Regions from separate parts of the Ovis aries genome. Here all the other regions are linked to region 3. The links are chromatin contacts, called in public Hi-C maps. All regions are on one chromosome and are shown on one strand. Each heading gives the region's core, a stretch centred on a gene start, on an enhancer-like site or on the middle of the called end of the contact. The rest is flanking DNA. Distances are from core to core; before and after follow the strand shown.

Region 1 (2,700 bases), core at 30-2,529, 190 kb before region 3:
GTAACTTTGCTGAAATGACAGCAGGAAACTTAATTTTAGAGAAAAAACATAACTTTTAATGCTATACATATGTTCAATATGTTAGTCAGATATGGCTGCTACACAACAAAACCCAGAAACAAGCAATATTAATTTAATTCAGTAGTCTGATATATAGCTAGCTTTCATTTAAAAACCATAGCTTTACATATCACATGTGGAAAATTGTTAATTCATAATCTTCCTACTCCCCTTGAAGACGGCAAGTTAAAATTTTAAATAACCTCCTGCTCATTCTACTTCTGTAATTCAGCTTGCCCCTTGCAAAGTCTAGATCACGTAGGTCACGTAGTCTCAGAAAGTGGGGACTTACAATACTAGGAACTGAAGCTAATCTCACTCATCCTTGTCTACTCTTCCCAATTGTCCAGCCCCTGCAAACCTGCTTAATCACGCCTGTCTGTGGAAAGGTCAGGCATCCCCCTCCCCATCTTGACCACTGTACCCGGGTATGCAAAACCCCTTAGTTTAAACCAACCTATTAGCAGCAAGTGATGCCCACTATAGTTTGTGTATAAAAACTCTGTAATCCCTTTGTTCAGGGCTCAGAGCTTACAGTGTTAACTTCTCTGGGCCCGCCAGCGTAATAAACCTGAGTTCTCCAACTCTCTGACTGCGGTGCTTGGTTTCTTAATTACTGGTTTCTGCAGCACCCTTATCAAATGATCAGCATGTTTATAACTATCACTAACTTGTCAGAACAAGGTTAAACAGTCTGTAGATTCTTTGAATTGAGTCCTCAATTTTCTAAAAGCAAACATTCAAAGAAATCCATCCCTCTCCCTCACTCCACGACATGGAACATTGCTAGAGAGTTCTAGAAGAGACATTCTCTGACATTGTCGTTAGTATTCTAGAAGTTTCAAATGGTAAAGCGCAGCATCTGACTCTGTGAAAACTCCAAACGTGGCATTTCCATTGTGATATTATGCCAACTAGGCAATGCTTCTATTCTGTCAGCTGTTTTCATCTTCCATACTTTCGTTTGTATGCCAGGGCCCCTGAGTGCTACTAAGGCGCTATACCTGGCCCTGGGCAGAGCAGTTGCCCAACACCCAGAAAGACGGACCTGAGCACTAGTTACAACCTTTTCGCCGCGGCCTTCCCACCAGAGGGCGCCCGAGCCTCGCCCGCCGGTCCGCGGCACCTCGGAGCGCGCCGTGGCCACTGCGCAGGCGTAGGTCCGCCTCCTGGCGCGGCTCCGCCTCCTCACTCGGCCCCGCCCACGCCCCGCCCCCTGGGGCCGCGCGGCGGCGACGGAAGTATGGAGGGCGAGAGCACGTCGGCGGTGCTGTCTGGATTTGTGCTCGGCGCGCTCGCCTTCCAGCACCTCAACACCGACTCGGACACGGTGAGCCGAGGGCGGGGGCGGGATCCGGCGTCGCCTCGGAGGGCCCCCCCCCCATCCCCCTGCGCTTGGGCGACCTCCGGGCCGCCGCTGCTCGGGTCCCGCCCGTGGGCTCCCCGCCGCCGACGCCCAGGCTCTCTGCCGTCGGAGCTGCCTTCTCTCGCTCCCGGGAGGTCCTAGAGATTTCTTCTCCAGGTTCAGCTCCCCTCTAGCAACCAGTGTTTGCGTTTCCGTGCCCCGCACGCCCCCGTGTCTCTCGGCAGTCCCCCTCGGTCGTGAAGGAATAGAAAGTTCACACAGCGTTCCCGCCGCGGCTCGGAACGTTGCGGGTTAACTTGCTCCTCGCTCCCGACCGTGGTTTCCCCAGACATCTCGGTGTTTCCCTTGCGGAGCCGCAGCTGGGCACCTTTGCTCAAATGGATGGCTTGTAAAGGAAAGATGGATGATGCCACCGGTGGCTGTTTTGGCGTCAGTCTTAGTACGCGGAGAAGATGTATATCGGGTATCTGACTTGTTTGCGTTGGTGTCAAATATATTAAGCTATGGCCTCAGCTTTTTAAGTATAACCTCCAATATTAAATATTTAAATGCTGACTTCACACTTTGCCTAGGTTCAAAACCTCTAGATAAAGTTAAGTAGTGAAGTAGGTTTTTTTTAAATATAGCCTATTTTTAACTTTTATATTTATGAAACTAACTGCTGCTAAGTCACTTCAGCCGTGTCCGACTCTGTGCCACCCCATGGACGGCAGCCCACCAGGCTCCCCCGTCCCTGGGATTCTTCAGGCAATAACACTGGAGTGGGTTGCCATTTCCTTCTCCAATTATGAAACTAAAAACCACTGTAAAACTTTGAGCCCGAGAAATAGTGTCATAAAGAGTAAGTGTTTTGTGTTAGTCGTTCGGTGGTGTCCAACTCTTTGCGACCCTATGGGCTGTATAGCCTGCCAGACTCCTCTGTCCTTGGTATTCTCCAGGCAAGAAAACTGGAGTGGGTTGCCATTCCTTTCTCCAGGGGATCTTCCTGACCCAGGAATCGAACCTAGGCCTCCTGCATTGCAGGCAGATTCTTGGCCGTCTGAGCCACCAGGGAAGTGCTTAGTAACTTGCTAATAGGGTTTAGAGAATATTGTACTGTTCCGAGCTTTGTGATTTCTGCTAAATTTTGTGCCTTTCATTTTGTAATAAAGGCTTGTCTTTTCCAAAATAGTTTTTTGGCGCAATCCTAATAATCACTTCATGGCAGATACATGGGGAAACAGCGGAAACAGTGTCAGACTTTACTTTTGTGGGCTCCAAAATCACTGCAGATG
Region 2 (2,700 bases), core at 201-2,700, 190 kb after region 3:
GTTGTCTAAAAAAAAAATTGTTGTTTAGTTGCTAAGTCATGTCATAAGTAGGCTAACAGGGACTGCAAATATCCAGCTGGCTTTTCCCCAGGTCAGATAAGGCCTTGGTAGAGTAATTTCCTTCAGAGGGCAGGCCTTTGTCATGGAAAATGATCTGGAAGTATTTCAAAATAGTCGCTTTCTCCTCCCCTGAAACACAAGGGGATCCCTCATCTTAATCATGAGAACTTCCTGGAGTACCAGGGGGTTTTAACTGTCCTGCCAATCCAAACTTATTGCTATTATTTCAACCCCATGGGCTGCAGCCCACCAGACTCCTCTGTCCATGGGATTTCCCAGGCAAGAATACTGGAGTGGGCTGCCATTTCCCTCTTCAGGGGATCTTCCCAAAGCAGGGATCTAACGCACATCTCCCGCATTGCAGGCATTCTTTACCACTGAGCCTCCACAGAAGCCCTAGTCCATAGTTAGCCTCCAGTAATTTCTCAAAGTTACCATTTCACTATTCACCAGTTACTGGCTCAAGCTGGTCTGCTCCTGGTAAGCTGACCTTTACTGTGACTCTGTTTATTTTTCCAGTTTTGGGAGTGGTGGTGTGCCCTGTGACCTCAATTCTCTGGTGGACCTAAGAAAAGGAATTGATTTTTTTCCACCTGTTAAGCCTTCTCTTGCTGTGAGGATGGAGTGACTACTTGAGCTCCTTACATGTTTGAGTTGAAACTGGTAGTTGCCTACAGACTCTTTTTTAAAAGTCCTTCCCCATGTTCTCTATGAAGGGAGGCTGGAATGATTCTGAGGAGTCTTTGCTGATCCTTCTCTGCTAAATAAAAAATTCCCCACTGTGTGCTCTCAGACTTGGTACAAGTATTTCAAGTGCTGACTCTTGGCTCTGTGACTGTGAATACCTAGGGAAGAGGCTTTTTGGCTTATCTTTTCATTTCTTGCCTACGGGACAAATAATTGTCTGCAGAAGCAAAAGGGAAAAGGAACAAAAGAATATTCACTAATTAAAAACAAAAGTACTACTTTTATTTGGCTCACTTCTCCATTTATTAGAATAACCACCTGTGGAGAGGCACAAAGCACTTATTTTTACATGACTACAAAGTTATCACAAATCCCAAACTCCTTAGCCACAGATATGTCACTTACTCTGTTTAAAGAAAAAGCTTTCAAAACATCTGAGTTAGCTTGATACACAGAGACCCTGAATAAATGGGAACTACATATTTTTTAAATGCTTGTACTTCCTGCTCTAATAATGTCTTCTTTAAATAAAATCCAGCATAAAAGGGATTGAACGATGCAAGGTCATGATGCAAATGTTTCTGAGAGATAGTGAAATGAATCTGTACAACATGGGAAAGGTGTAGTGTGCACAGACGGCCTGCAGGAGTCACTGAGCCATCTGGGCCTCCATGGCTTGAGCTGTCCATTCTGGTGCTGTCTGGCTAATCTTCTCCAGCAGGTTATTCACTTGGAAACACAGTGACTGGATCTGTTTGTCCCATGTTGGCAGGGCTTCTCGTGCTAGAGAAAAAAGGAATAATGTACAAAGCTGAAGTTACTCCTTTGCGACCATAGTGAATGTGAATTAGAAGACAAAATACAGAAACGCTGATTTTTAAAAGTTTAATACGAAACTCTTGGCTGATAAAATTAAGCTAATTAAGCAACAGTTAAGAAAAGTACTCCAGTCACTGGCACAGAATATAAAACAAAACAAAAATATACAAAATAAAACCAATCAAACCACCTCATCCACAACAGTAAGATGACTTCACTGAAGTTAAAGCACTGAAGTGCTTTTCTCACTCAGTTTATACCTTAAGATCCCCTGGAGGAGGGACAGGCTACCCACTCCAGGATTCTTGGGCTTCCCTGGTGGCTCAGTTGGTAAAAAATCTGCCGGCAACGCAGGAGACCTGGGTTTGATCCTTGGATTGGGAAGATCCCCTGGAGAAGGGAAAGGCTACCCACTCCAGTATTCTGGCCTAGAGAATTCCATGGAGTGTATAGTCTGTGGGGTCACAAAGAGTTCGACAGGACTGAGCGACTTTCACTTTCTTTCACTTTATACCTTCATAAGACACTGCCACCTACTGGGGAAAGTAAGCCTATTTACCTACTCCACGCTGTCTCTACTGGACTCTAAAGAATATTTTAATATTTAAACTCCAAACAAAAAACCTCATGATCTAGCAGGCTTTTCTCTGCACAGCAATCTGCAGTTAGAAATGAAAAACTAGGGAGGGAGCAGCTCCATCCAAAACAGCATCAACATTTACAAATTTGGGCACAGAATTAATGACGGGAAAAAAAACTATAAAATCTGACTAAAGGACATAAAATAACTTGAGCAGATACAAACCACATTTCCAGCTGGAAAGATGTAGTATCTTAGAAATATCAGTCCTTTTCTATTAATACATAAATTTAAAGAAATTTCCAAGACAATCCCCCCTTTCTCTGTTTTGCTTCCTGAACAAGATAAAATTACTGAAGTTAATATGGAAAAACTGATGTTTGAGAATAGCCAAGATAATTTTGAAAATTAAAAACAGGGGAAGGATTATAGTACATCTACACAACTAAGTATTACTCAGCCTTAGAAAGGAATGAAGTACTGACTACATGTTATAACATGAGTGAAACTTGAAAACACTACATTACGTGAAAGAAGCTGAAAGGTCACATATT
Region 3 (2,700 bases), core at 142-2,641:
ATCTAGACTTTTGATGGGCTTTGCTGGTGGCTCAGAAGGTAAAGAATCCACCTGCACTGAAGGAGACCTGTGTTCAATACCTGGGTTGGGAATATCCCCTGGAGAAGGAAATGGCAACCCACTCCAGTATTCTTCCCTAGAGAATTTCATGGAAGGAGGAGCCTGGTGGGCTACAGTCCATGGGGTCCCAAAGAGTCAGACACAACTGAGCCACTTTCACTGAAAGGGGACTATCAACAATCTTACAGGACTCAGCCTAAAACCTGTGGGAGCTGATGCAAACTCCAGCTAGATAGCGCCAGGATTGAGTGAAATTTCAGGACACTTGAGTGTTGCAGAAGCATTTGATGTGTGGGAAATCCACACGTCTGGTGTCACAAGTCATATAGTGCTGTAGTTGAGAATAGATAGGTACAGGAGAATGTGTCTTTTCCTTTACAAATATAGAATAACATTTCCCAGTGCCTGGATCCCACTGTCTACAACTAAACAGAGTGTTCAGTATGGAAGCCCTTCCACATTCATTGTTTCTTCTTCCCCATAAAGCTGGAAGGAGGAGAAGGGGAAGACAGAGGATGAGATGGTTGGATGGCATCACCGATTGGATGGACATGAGTCTGAGCAAGCGTCTGGAGTTACTGAACTAGTGTGAACTAGTTTCCTAAATTTATTAAGGACTACTTCCTTGACCACCACCACTGGAGACTCAAGATATCACTGAATTACTGATCGGGGTTTTAAAGATAGGCACTTAAAGACTAACCTAATTCCCTGGAACACTAAAATTCAAACGCAAGACTTGCCCACAGTCACTCAGTAATGATTAAATGGGATAATACATGTAAAGTGCCTGTCAAGGGGCCTGGCACAGAGGGCCACCCAGGAGTTGACTAGAATGAAGTGCTCAGACCAGATGTTCCAGCTGCAAGCTCACAGGAGCCCACACACTCGCTGCCTCTGGGTTATGCGAACTCTGAATTGACTATCAAATTTAAGGTTTTCATTTGTGCAGTGAACGTCCCTTAACCCTGAATATGGCTTTAGTTTACCTTCTTGGCTTTTGGCCGTTTGGTGATCTTTTAGCTTTAAAAAGGAAACAGTTTCTACTGCAAACCAGTATTGGGCTTCCGTAGGTTTTTCTCAGGTGGTTTTATTTTATTTTACTTTTCCCTATAACAACTGCTACGTATTTTGATACCAGGAATTCCTTCCTCTGAGGAACTCCTTCACAGCGCTAGGTGACCGCGACACTTTTCATTTCACGTTACTCGAAAGGATCAGGCCGCTGGGCCATGTAGCCGGACCGGCGCGGACCGTCATCCCGCTTACGTCACCCCGCAGCCTGCCGCTGACCTGACGCTCGTGAATGACGTCAGGCCCCTGCGGGTCCAGGCTCTCCCGAGCGCCATGCTGGGCGCTGGCGGCGCGAGACTCGTGCAGGGCCTGCGGGCTGGGACGCAGGCATGGCTGTGGGGCGCGCGCGGCCGCTCCCTGGCCCTGGTGCACGCGGCCCGCGGGCTCCACGCGGCGAACTGGCAGCCCTCGGCCGGGCGGGGGCCGCGCGGGCGTCCGCTGAGCCTGTCGGCAGCCGCGGTCGTGAACTCGGCGCCCCGCCCTCTGCAGCCCTACCTGCGCCTCATGCGGTTGGACAAGCCCATAGGTGAGTGCGGACCGACGCGGCGGTCCGGGGGCTGGAAATGAAGCCCGAAAGCCGCGGCTTGGCCTCTAGGTGCTCCTTACCCTCGAGAAACCCGAACAGGGCAATCTCCGAAGTGCCCGGCCGGCTGTCACCCGCTCCCTGAATCCTGAGCGGGGCAGAAACTCCGCTCATCCCACAGACCGTGTTTGCAAGTTGTGAATCGAGCGGAAATTCCGTGCCCGCATCCCTGCATTTGCGCAGATTTACAGTGTGTAAGCGGAGAAGGCGATGGCACCCCACTCCAGTACTCTTGCCTGGAAAATCCCATGGACGGAGGAGCCTGGTAGGCTGCAGTCCATGGGGTCGCGAAGAGTCGGACACGACTGAGCGACTTCACTTTCACTTTTCACTTTCATGCATTGGAGTGAGAATCCCAGGGACGGGGGAGCCTGGTGGGCTGCCGTCTATGGGGTCACACAGAGTCGGACACGGCTGAAGCGACTTAGCAGTAGCACAGTGTGCAAGCATTTCCACATTCATTATGTTTCATCTTTCCCATAATGCTGCAAGGCCCCCAAAGCGAATGCAGAGGAAACCTAGGCTCTCTGGAGAGCAGACCGGATGATGCTGAGTTTCTTAGCTCTTTGCCCTGCACTGTTTGTAGCACAAAGATTTAATCCATTCGAATGCTGCAGGCATTGTACTTGTCTACTACTTATCAGCTCACGGTCGCCTCCTAAGGGAGGATTTCCTTGACTTTTCTGTGTAACATACTCACCTTTCACTGCAGTCTCTCTTTACCTCTCATTTTTCTTCATAACCTTCGCTGCTAGCCTTATGCGTTTATTGGTTGATACACTTTTCCAATACAGCATAAACTCCACTTATATGGGACTTTTATTTCTAGTGTCTAGAAGACCCTGGCAGTAATATTGAAAGACTGAAGTCCTACTACATCGTCTAGCCTTAGGGATAGAAAGAGCTGTGGCCACTTTGTCCTTTCAGAGAACTCCCAGTCTGGTTAAAAAAAAAGTAACAAAGTATTGGGTGAGTTGGGAAAC

The links. Hi-C and Micro-C count contacts between places; a contact is called where the count stands out from the background.
Region 1: a contact with region 3 is called in a Hi-C map of muscle, with 5 times the contacts expected there. The contact joins the promoter of ABRAXAS1 here to the promoter of COQ2 in region 3. A contact is called at or near these places in 3 of 16 Hi-C or Micro-C datasets (blood and muscle).
Region 2: a Hi-C map of liver shows a contact between it and region 3, with 4 times the contacts expected there. The contact joins the enhancer-like site here to the promoter of COQ2 in region 3. A contact is called at or near these places in 5 of 16 Hi-C or Micro-C datasets (blood, hypothalamus, liver and 2 more).

The regions. Positions count from the first base shown.
Region 1 is chr6:98,956,222-98,958,921 of ARS-UI_Ramb_v3.0, reverse strand. It overlaps ABRAXAS1 (abraxas 1, BRCA1 A complex subunit), which reads left to right and starts at 1,279. Exons shown (of 9, transcript XM_015096606.4): 1 at 1,279-1,390. The coding sequence starts at 1,304.
Region 2 is chr6:98,578,696-98,581,395 of ARS-UI_Ramb_v3.0, reverse strand. It overlaps COPS4 (COP9 signalosome subunit 4), which reads right to left. Exons shown (of 10, transcript XM_004009957.5): 10 at 1,008-1,530. The coding sequence ends at 1,397. Among named protein-coding and RNA genes, the nearest start is that of COPS4, 38 kb to the right of the region's middle. Within about 2 kb of position 1,450, at least 11 of the 54 cell types and tissues checked have an H3K27ac peak or open chromatin away from gene starts, as enhancers often do. A contact at or near this core is called in liver, where this site is marked.
Region 3 is chr6:98,766,666-98,769,365 of ARS-UI_Ramb_v3.0, reverse strand. COQ2 (coenzyme Q2, polyprenyltransferase) reads left to right here and starts at 1,391. Exons shown (of 7, transcript XM_015096604.3): 1 at 1,391-1,660. The coding sequence starts at 1,408.